Regions from separate parts of the Mus musculus genome. Here region 1 is linked to region 2. The links are chromatin contacts, called in public HiChIP or PLAC-seq maps. All regions are on one chromosome and are shown on one strand. Each heading gives the region's core, a stretch centred on a gene start, on an enhancer-like site or on the middle of the called end of the contact. The rest is flanking DNA. Distances are from core to core; before and after follow the strand shown.

What was found. HiChIP or PLAC-seq counts read pairs in DNA pulled down with a chosen protein or histone mark.
Region 1: a contact with region 2 is called in an H3K27ac HiChIP or PLAC-seq map of embryonic stem cells, with 2.7 times the contacts expected there. The contact joins the promoter of Miox here to the enhancer-like site in region 2. A contact is called at or near these places in 5 of 39 promoter capture datasets (the C10 cell line, cranial neural crest, hematopoietic stem and progenitor cells and 1 more), 1 of 115 datasets of contacts at active chromatin or transcription factors (embryonic stem cells) and 2 of 9 other capture datasets (adipose tissue and liver).

Annotation. Positions count from the first base shown.
Region 1 is chr15:89,332,830-89,335,975 of GRCm38.p6, forward strand. Miox (myo-inositol oxygenase) reads left to right here and starts at 1,644. Exons shown (of 10, transcript NM_019977.2): 1 at 1,644-1,688; 2 at 2,143-2,223; 3 at 2,449-2,529; 4 at 2,659-2,821; 5 at 3,011-3,078. The coding sequence starts at 1,674.
Region 2 is chr15:88,879,956-88,883,386 of GRCm38.p6, forward strand. No RefSeq gene overlaps it. Among named protein-coding and RNA genes, the nearest start is that of Gm38643, 3.8 kb to the right of the region's middle. Within about 2 kb of position 1,491, at least 10 of the 459 cell types and tissues checked have an H3K27ac peak or open chromatin away from gene starts, as enhancers often do. A contact at or near this core is called in embryonic stem cells, where this site is marked.

The DNA of each region.
Region 1 (3,146 bases), core at 394-2,893, 450 kb after region 2:
ACTTAATAAGCCAGTCACCTGCTCTGTTTTGGGTGTTACATTTTTATAGAATTTAACGGAGAGAGTTTTCAGAAAGCAACTTAAAGAGCAGAGGCAAATTCTCAGTGTGGATAAACAGATAAGAGTGTATCCAATGATGTGGTTCAAAATGTAGCTCTTTTAGTTTACTATGAAATTTAAGCACTAAGCTAAACAGTTTATTGAATGATTAGAGGGAACATCTAAATAATGAATGACTAAAACCTCTGGAAACTAACAGTGTTGGCTTAGTGCTTTATGTCCTGGTTGTCACTGTTTCAATACTAGAAGTCTGGCTTGTTTTGATTATTTTTCTTCTCCCATGAAGGAATCATTGATACTGAGTTATTCCTGCTATTGGGGGGGGAACAATTCTCATGAAGGGACATTTAATATTGAGTTATTCCCTTTATAAGGGAAAATCAAACAAACAAACAAAAAGCCCCAAAATAACAAACAACTCTCTCTTTTTAGAATAATTGGCAGAGACTTTATTATCTCCCTTTTCCTTTATTATCTCTTTCTTTTTTATTTTTTAATTTTTAATTAATTAATTAATTAATTTGTTTATTTATTTATTGGTTTTTCAAGACACGGTTTCTCTGTGTAGCCCTGGCTGTCCTGGTACTCACTCTGTAGACCAGGCTGGCCTCAAACTCAGCCTCTGATTGCCTTTGTCTCCTAAATGCTGGGATTAAAGGCGCCCCCACTACTGAGCTCCTAACCCTTAGTTTCTGTTTAAAGAAAACTTTAATTACCTTCTCTCTCCAAGGGTCTTGTGCCGCATTTATAAAGCCAGTTGAGGGAAACCCTGTAAGTATCAATGCAGAAGAGACAAAAATGAAAATCTGGTTCAGACTTCATCCAGAGGTTCCTTGTCAGTAGACTTCCAGACAAGAATCCGTCCAAATCAGTACACTCCCAATAAACAATAAAGCTTAAAGTATGACCACATACAAAGCCTTTTACATGATACGTGTGACCTTGGGAGAGGGGGCAGGGGAGGTCTATAGCTAAAAGACCTACAATCTAGTGTGATCTCCGAGCCCATTGCACAGAGATCCGCAGGCCACAAAGCACATGTGACATCTCTCCTAAGGATGGGTAACAGTATAGGGAGGGAAGATTCTAGGATAACCATCCTGGAGAATTTGAATGCAGTCTGCCTCTATAGCAAAAGGTGGGTGAGGTCTGCCTCCGCAGAGAGCATAAAGGTCTCGAGGTCCTTAACGAAAGCCATGCTCAGCTTTCTGGGTGGGATACAGGTTTTTGATTTTTATCTCATCCACCTAGGAGACACCCTTGTGTGATTAACACCCCTGGCTCTCTAGTGTGGCTCTATGAGCACAAGAACCTCTGTGCCCCCAACAAGAGGGAGTCAGAGGTCTGGCTACAGAGTGATCCCAGTTTATCTGAAGGACAGAGGAGGCAGCTATTAAGGCAAGGGGGGCTGGGCTAGCAGGTTTTGCTTCTGTACTGATACATTAACTTGCTGAGGTCAGGAGGAAGGAGCATGGTCACTTATTACTAAATGTCAAGGCCAAGGAGATAGGTTTTGTCTGGTCAGTTACATAACCTGTGCGCATATAAAGAGCTCCTGGGCCTACGATTTCGCTTTCCTGCAAGCTCTGCCGTCGGGTGACTGCTCCCTCAGGATGAAGGTCGATGTGGTAAGTACCTTATGATCTGAACAGGGATGGCTCCACCAACCCCTTGCCATGGGCTCAACAGAAGAGGCAGTGGCAGTGCCACCCCTTTCACCTGCTAGCCCTGCCCTCAAGGCCACAGAGCTAACTCCTCCCTGTTGTGGTCCAGTCCCCGTAGGGCTTAGAAGCCCCCCTCCTCCCCCAACTTCTTGTTGAATCAGGCAACCGCCTAAAATTATCTTCTAAATGCAAGGAGATCAGCAGGTGGAGATCACTGCCTCTTAATTAGTCTCCTCACGCTGGAAGTAGCCATCAGCTGGTTAAGCCGACCTTAAGTAGCCATCAGCTGGTTAAGCCGACCTTCGACATGCGCAAGGGATGAGATGGTTTATTTAGTATTTATACCCTGGGGATGTCATTTCCTCACTTCCTGTGGACCTGGCTGGTGGTGAAATGGGTCAAATTCCTATTTAACCAGGGCCCAGACCCTTCCCTGGTCTATCGACCCGATGTGGACCCAGAGATGGCCAAAAGCAAGGACAGCTTCCGAAACTATACTGTGAGTGACACCCTGGGCCTTCTCTGCCTTTTCAAGCAAGTCTCTGGTCCAGCTCTGTGGAGAGCAGACCTTCCTCTTCTTCCCGAAGCTCTAAAGGGGATTTTTTTGTTTTTTTGGAAGCCCCATTCCTGTGGGATATATGGCCTGCAGCAGGGGAGGCCATGGTCTCCAGTGTGCTGGGGCAGTAGTCAGGCACCTAGCCTGCACTGACTATCTGGTTTTCAGTCAGGCCCGCTGCTGGATCGTGTCTTTACCACATACAAGCTCATGCACACTCACCAGACTGTGGACTTCGTCAGCAGGAAGGTAAACGTTCCCTGCTCCCGATGCCAACTCTGATGGGGAGGCGCCTCCTTGCCTTTGACCCACAGAATGCCCCTGCCCTGTAGCCCTCCCTCTCTGTGGGAGAACGGCTCACTTCTCCCTTCTCTCCAGCGCATCCAGTATGGAAGCTTCTCTTACAAGAAGATGACCATCATGGAGGCTGTGGGCATGCTGGATGATCTGGTGGACGAATCTGACCCAGACGTAGATTTCCCCAACTCCTTCCACGCGTTCCAGACCGCGGAGGGCATCCGGAAAGCCCACCCGGACAAGGGTGTGCCCCTACAGCTGTGGTGGGGGAGGTGCTCCCATCCGCCCCAGAAGGAGTCCAGAGGGGCCTGGTCCTCTCCCGCAGGCCCCACCTTGAGGGAAGCAGACCCCTGGGCTCCTCGCTTTCAGCGCAGAGCCTGCTCCGCCTACCTTTATCCCTTCAGGTTCTAGGTCATATGTCCCTTTCCCACAGACTGGTTCCACCTGGTCGGACTTTTGCACGATCTGGGGAAAATTATGGCTCTGTGGGGGGAACCTCAGGTAAAGGCCAGCGGTGGGGAGTGGGGCAGCTTCAGCCCTGGGCTTGGGGCACTATGAGCAGAGGAGAC
Region 2 (3,431 bases), core at 241-2,740:
CAAGATAACACCAAATTGAGTAGGATTCCTTTGTTTAGATGCAGGTCTCATGTAGCTCAGGCTAGACCGGACTTTGACATATAGGTGAGGCTCAACTTTGGGGGGCTCATAATTCTCCTGCCTCCTGCTTCCACTTTCCAAGTGCTATGTGTATACCACCATGCTTGTTTCTAGTAGGATCTTTAGCGAAAACATAGATAAACTGATTCTAAAATGTACATGGGAGGAACAGAACTAGAAAAACTAAAATTGTAGTGGTAGGAATAAGAGTGACCTTAAAAACTTATAATTTGAATGCTTAGTCATTAGGGCACTACTTGAGAAGGATTAGGAGGTGTGGCATTGTTGGAGGAAGTGTGTCACTGAGGGAGGGCTTTGATGTTTCAAAGCCCAAGCCAGGTCCAGAGGCTCTCTCTCCCTGCTGCCTGCTGCTCTGGATGTAAAACTCTCAGCTGCCATGTCTGCCTGAATGCCACCATGAGGACAATGGACTAAGCCTCCGAAACTCTAAGCAAGCCCCAATTAAACACTTTCTTTTATAAGAATTGCCTGGCTCATGGTGTCTCTTCACAGCAATAGAACACTGACTAAGACAAACACCAGGTCTGAGCTAGCAGGCTGCCATGGTGGGAGTTGAGCCTGCAATCCCGGCACCCAGAGGCAGAAGGAACACGCCAAATTTGTCTAGGTCTACACGGTGAGTTTTATGCCAGTCAGAGATTCACAGTGAGGCCTTGTCTTTAAAAGATAGTGGTAGGTCTCACTCTGCCTTATTCGTCAGCATGTGGGGTGAAAGGGAAAATGACGGGTGCGAAGATCAGCAGAGCAGGAGAGATGGTCTGGAAACAGCACGGAGGGAATGTAGGTCTAGCCTCCGTACACATGCACGCAAGTGCATGCTAGAGAGGAAGGGCTGAAGGGAAAGGCAAGGCGAGCTTGCTGGGAGTAGACACAGGTCTGCACATACACAGATGCAAGAGACCTAACTCCTTCAGGTATGGAAACCAGAGAACCCAGATGTGAATCGCCAGGAAGCCCAAGCTCAGAGGCTTGCAAACCCTCATGGGGGTCACACACACACGGGGTCACCCATCAAGAATCAGAATCAGAGTAAACAATGAGGAAGAGAGGTGAGCCCGCAGCTTCCCTGGGTGTCTGAGTGAGCTCTTTGCAGTTGGAGGTCCTTTCCCTAGTGAAATAAGCTGGGGTGGTGGGGTATCAACAGGGGGTTATCAGATGCTCAGCTCCTGGGAACTTGAGGCAGAAATCAGACTTCTAAGTTTCACCTGGCCTCAAGCCCTGAGGTTGTATTCCTGGCTGCCTTCCTTAATCACGAAGCTTGAGGCCCAGGGGAGACTTTGCCCTTCCCCCTATAGCAGATGTGACCCCTTTCCCTGGCCCAGAGGGTTCAGGAGCCAAACCCTGTCTGCTCCCTGGCGACAGTCACCTCCTCTGTGCTCCCAGGATGAGTCTCAGGTCGCAGGAACCGCCCCGCAGCTGCTGCTGGTCCCCACCTGTGCACTACAGCCCCAGGGGAACTGTGAACCTGCTCCAGTAGGCCCGGAGGACAGGGACACGGTGGAAACCAGACCTCCGTTTGGGAGGTGTGGGGCCAGGGATGTGTTTGTGCCAGCTCCTGGCTGGTCCCCCGGGGGGGGGGGGCGCTTCTGCTTGGAGCCAGGATGCACCTGCCCAAGAAACTATGGTTTCACAGGGAGGTAGGTGATCTAATTCACTCCATCCCAGAGTATCCCAGATGCCCTTTTTAAAGGTCACTTTACCTTGATCCAGGCGAGGAGTACCTCGCCTACCTTCTCTCTCCCACATCGCAGTGGCTTACACTCTCGCTGAGTCACCCTTTCTCCTCAAAGCCAGTTCTTACATCCTACACGTGGCCCTGCAACCTCCAGGTGCTGTGCTCATGCGCGGCCCCACCCGCAGCCTCAGAACAGCTTCCACCTCTCTGCCATCTCCTAGGCCCAATCATTGGGTCGGCTCACATCCCCACCGCCTCTCCATGTGCTCCGTGATCTCTGTGTCTTGTCCTTACACATTCTTGGAGCCAATGAAACGCAAAACTATGCTTACTGTCATTTACGTGGCACGGGTCGGGGGCGGTTTGCTGGGTAGAGGACCGGGGATTCACACCAAACGAGACAATCCGCAGCCTTACAAAGCAATGTTTAAACGGAATCAGGGCAGAGCTTTAGAAAAAAAGCAATTCCAATCTATTAACTTTCAACATAATAAGCAGCAGTTTAAAACCACCATTAAAATAACCAGAATTCTAATTGGAAGACGTATTGATTCAGGATGACTCCAGAAGAGTCTGGGAGCTAGACCAGGAGCAGGCTCACAGGGACATGGTCCTCCATCCTGCCTGAAGACTGAGCCGACTCTCGCCTTCTGCTAGCCCTACAGCCCGGACTCCCAGAAGCTCCGGGTTTCTATGCCCTTTCCACCCTCCCCAGTCCTCACCAGGTGGCATCTTCGCAAAGCTCCACTTGGCAGGATGTGTCTTCACTCCACTTGCCTGTCAGCACCAGGACACAGCCTGACTACTCCTTGTTTTGGGTTCTTTGCGCTCAGGCCTGGCCAACCTGGCTCTCTGGGCTGGCGGTTGGGGCCCAGGAGCCCTCATTGGGGTTTTTGCCCAACAGCGCTTCCCATAGTGCCAAGACCGGATTCCTTGGCCTTCCTGCCTGTACTTCGGGAACCCTTTGTTCCAACGATGGGTTGAGATGTCTCCCAGGTGTTTTAATCAAAGGCCCAGGCTCTTCCTGGCTTCTCTTCCTCTCACTGAACTTGGAGTTGAAAAAAAGTGACATCAAGCTGGGGCAAGGGGTGTGTGTGTGTGTGTGTGGGGTGGGGTAAGGGTGTGGTTAGCACAGACCATTAATTCTAACACTTGGGAGGCAGAGACAGTTGGGAGGCAGAGACAGGAGGATCACTGTTAATTGGAGACCAGCCTGTTTTACATATTGAGTTCCAGGACAAACAAGGCTATACAGAGTGACCATGTCTCAATGGGGAACTCCCCCTCAAAAAAAAAAAAAGCTACATTAAAATCAACACGTGAAAAAAAGCCAACTTGCCGGAGGAAGCCTGGAAGCCTTCCTGATCCTGGCATTATCCAACCAACAGAGTGTGCTTGAAACAAAGGTTGTGAAATACGACAAACAGAGGTTGAGGGCTGTGAAGAGCCATATACTTGTAGCCAGATGATGTTTTGGGGGCTTTCCTCAGCTCACTGGCCGACTTGCATCCTTGGGAGTGTCTCTTTCCTCTCTTCTCTCTCTCTCCCCCTTTCTCTTTCTCTCTTTCCTTCCTTCCTTCCTTCCTTCCTTCCTTCCTTCCTTCCTTCCTTCCTTCCTCCCTCCTTCCCTCCCTCCCTCCCTCTCCCTCTCTCTCTCTCTTTCTTTCTCTTTCTG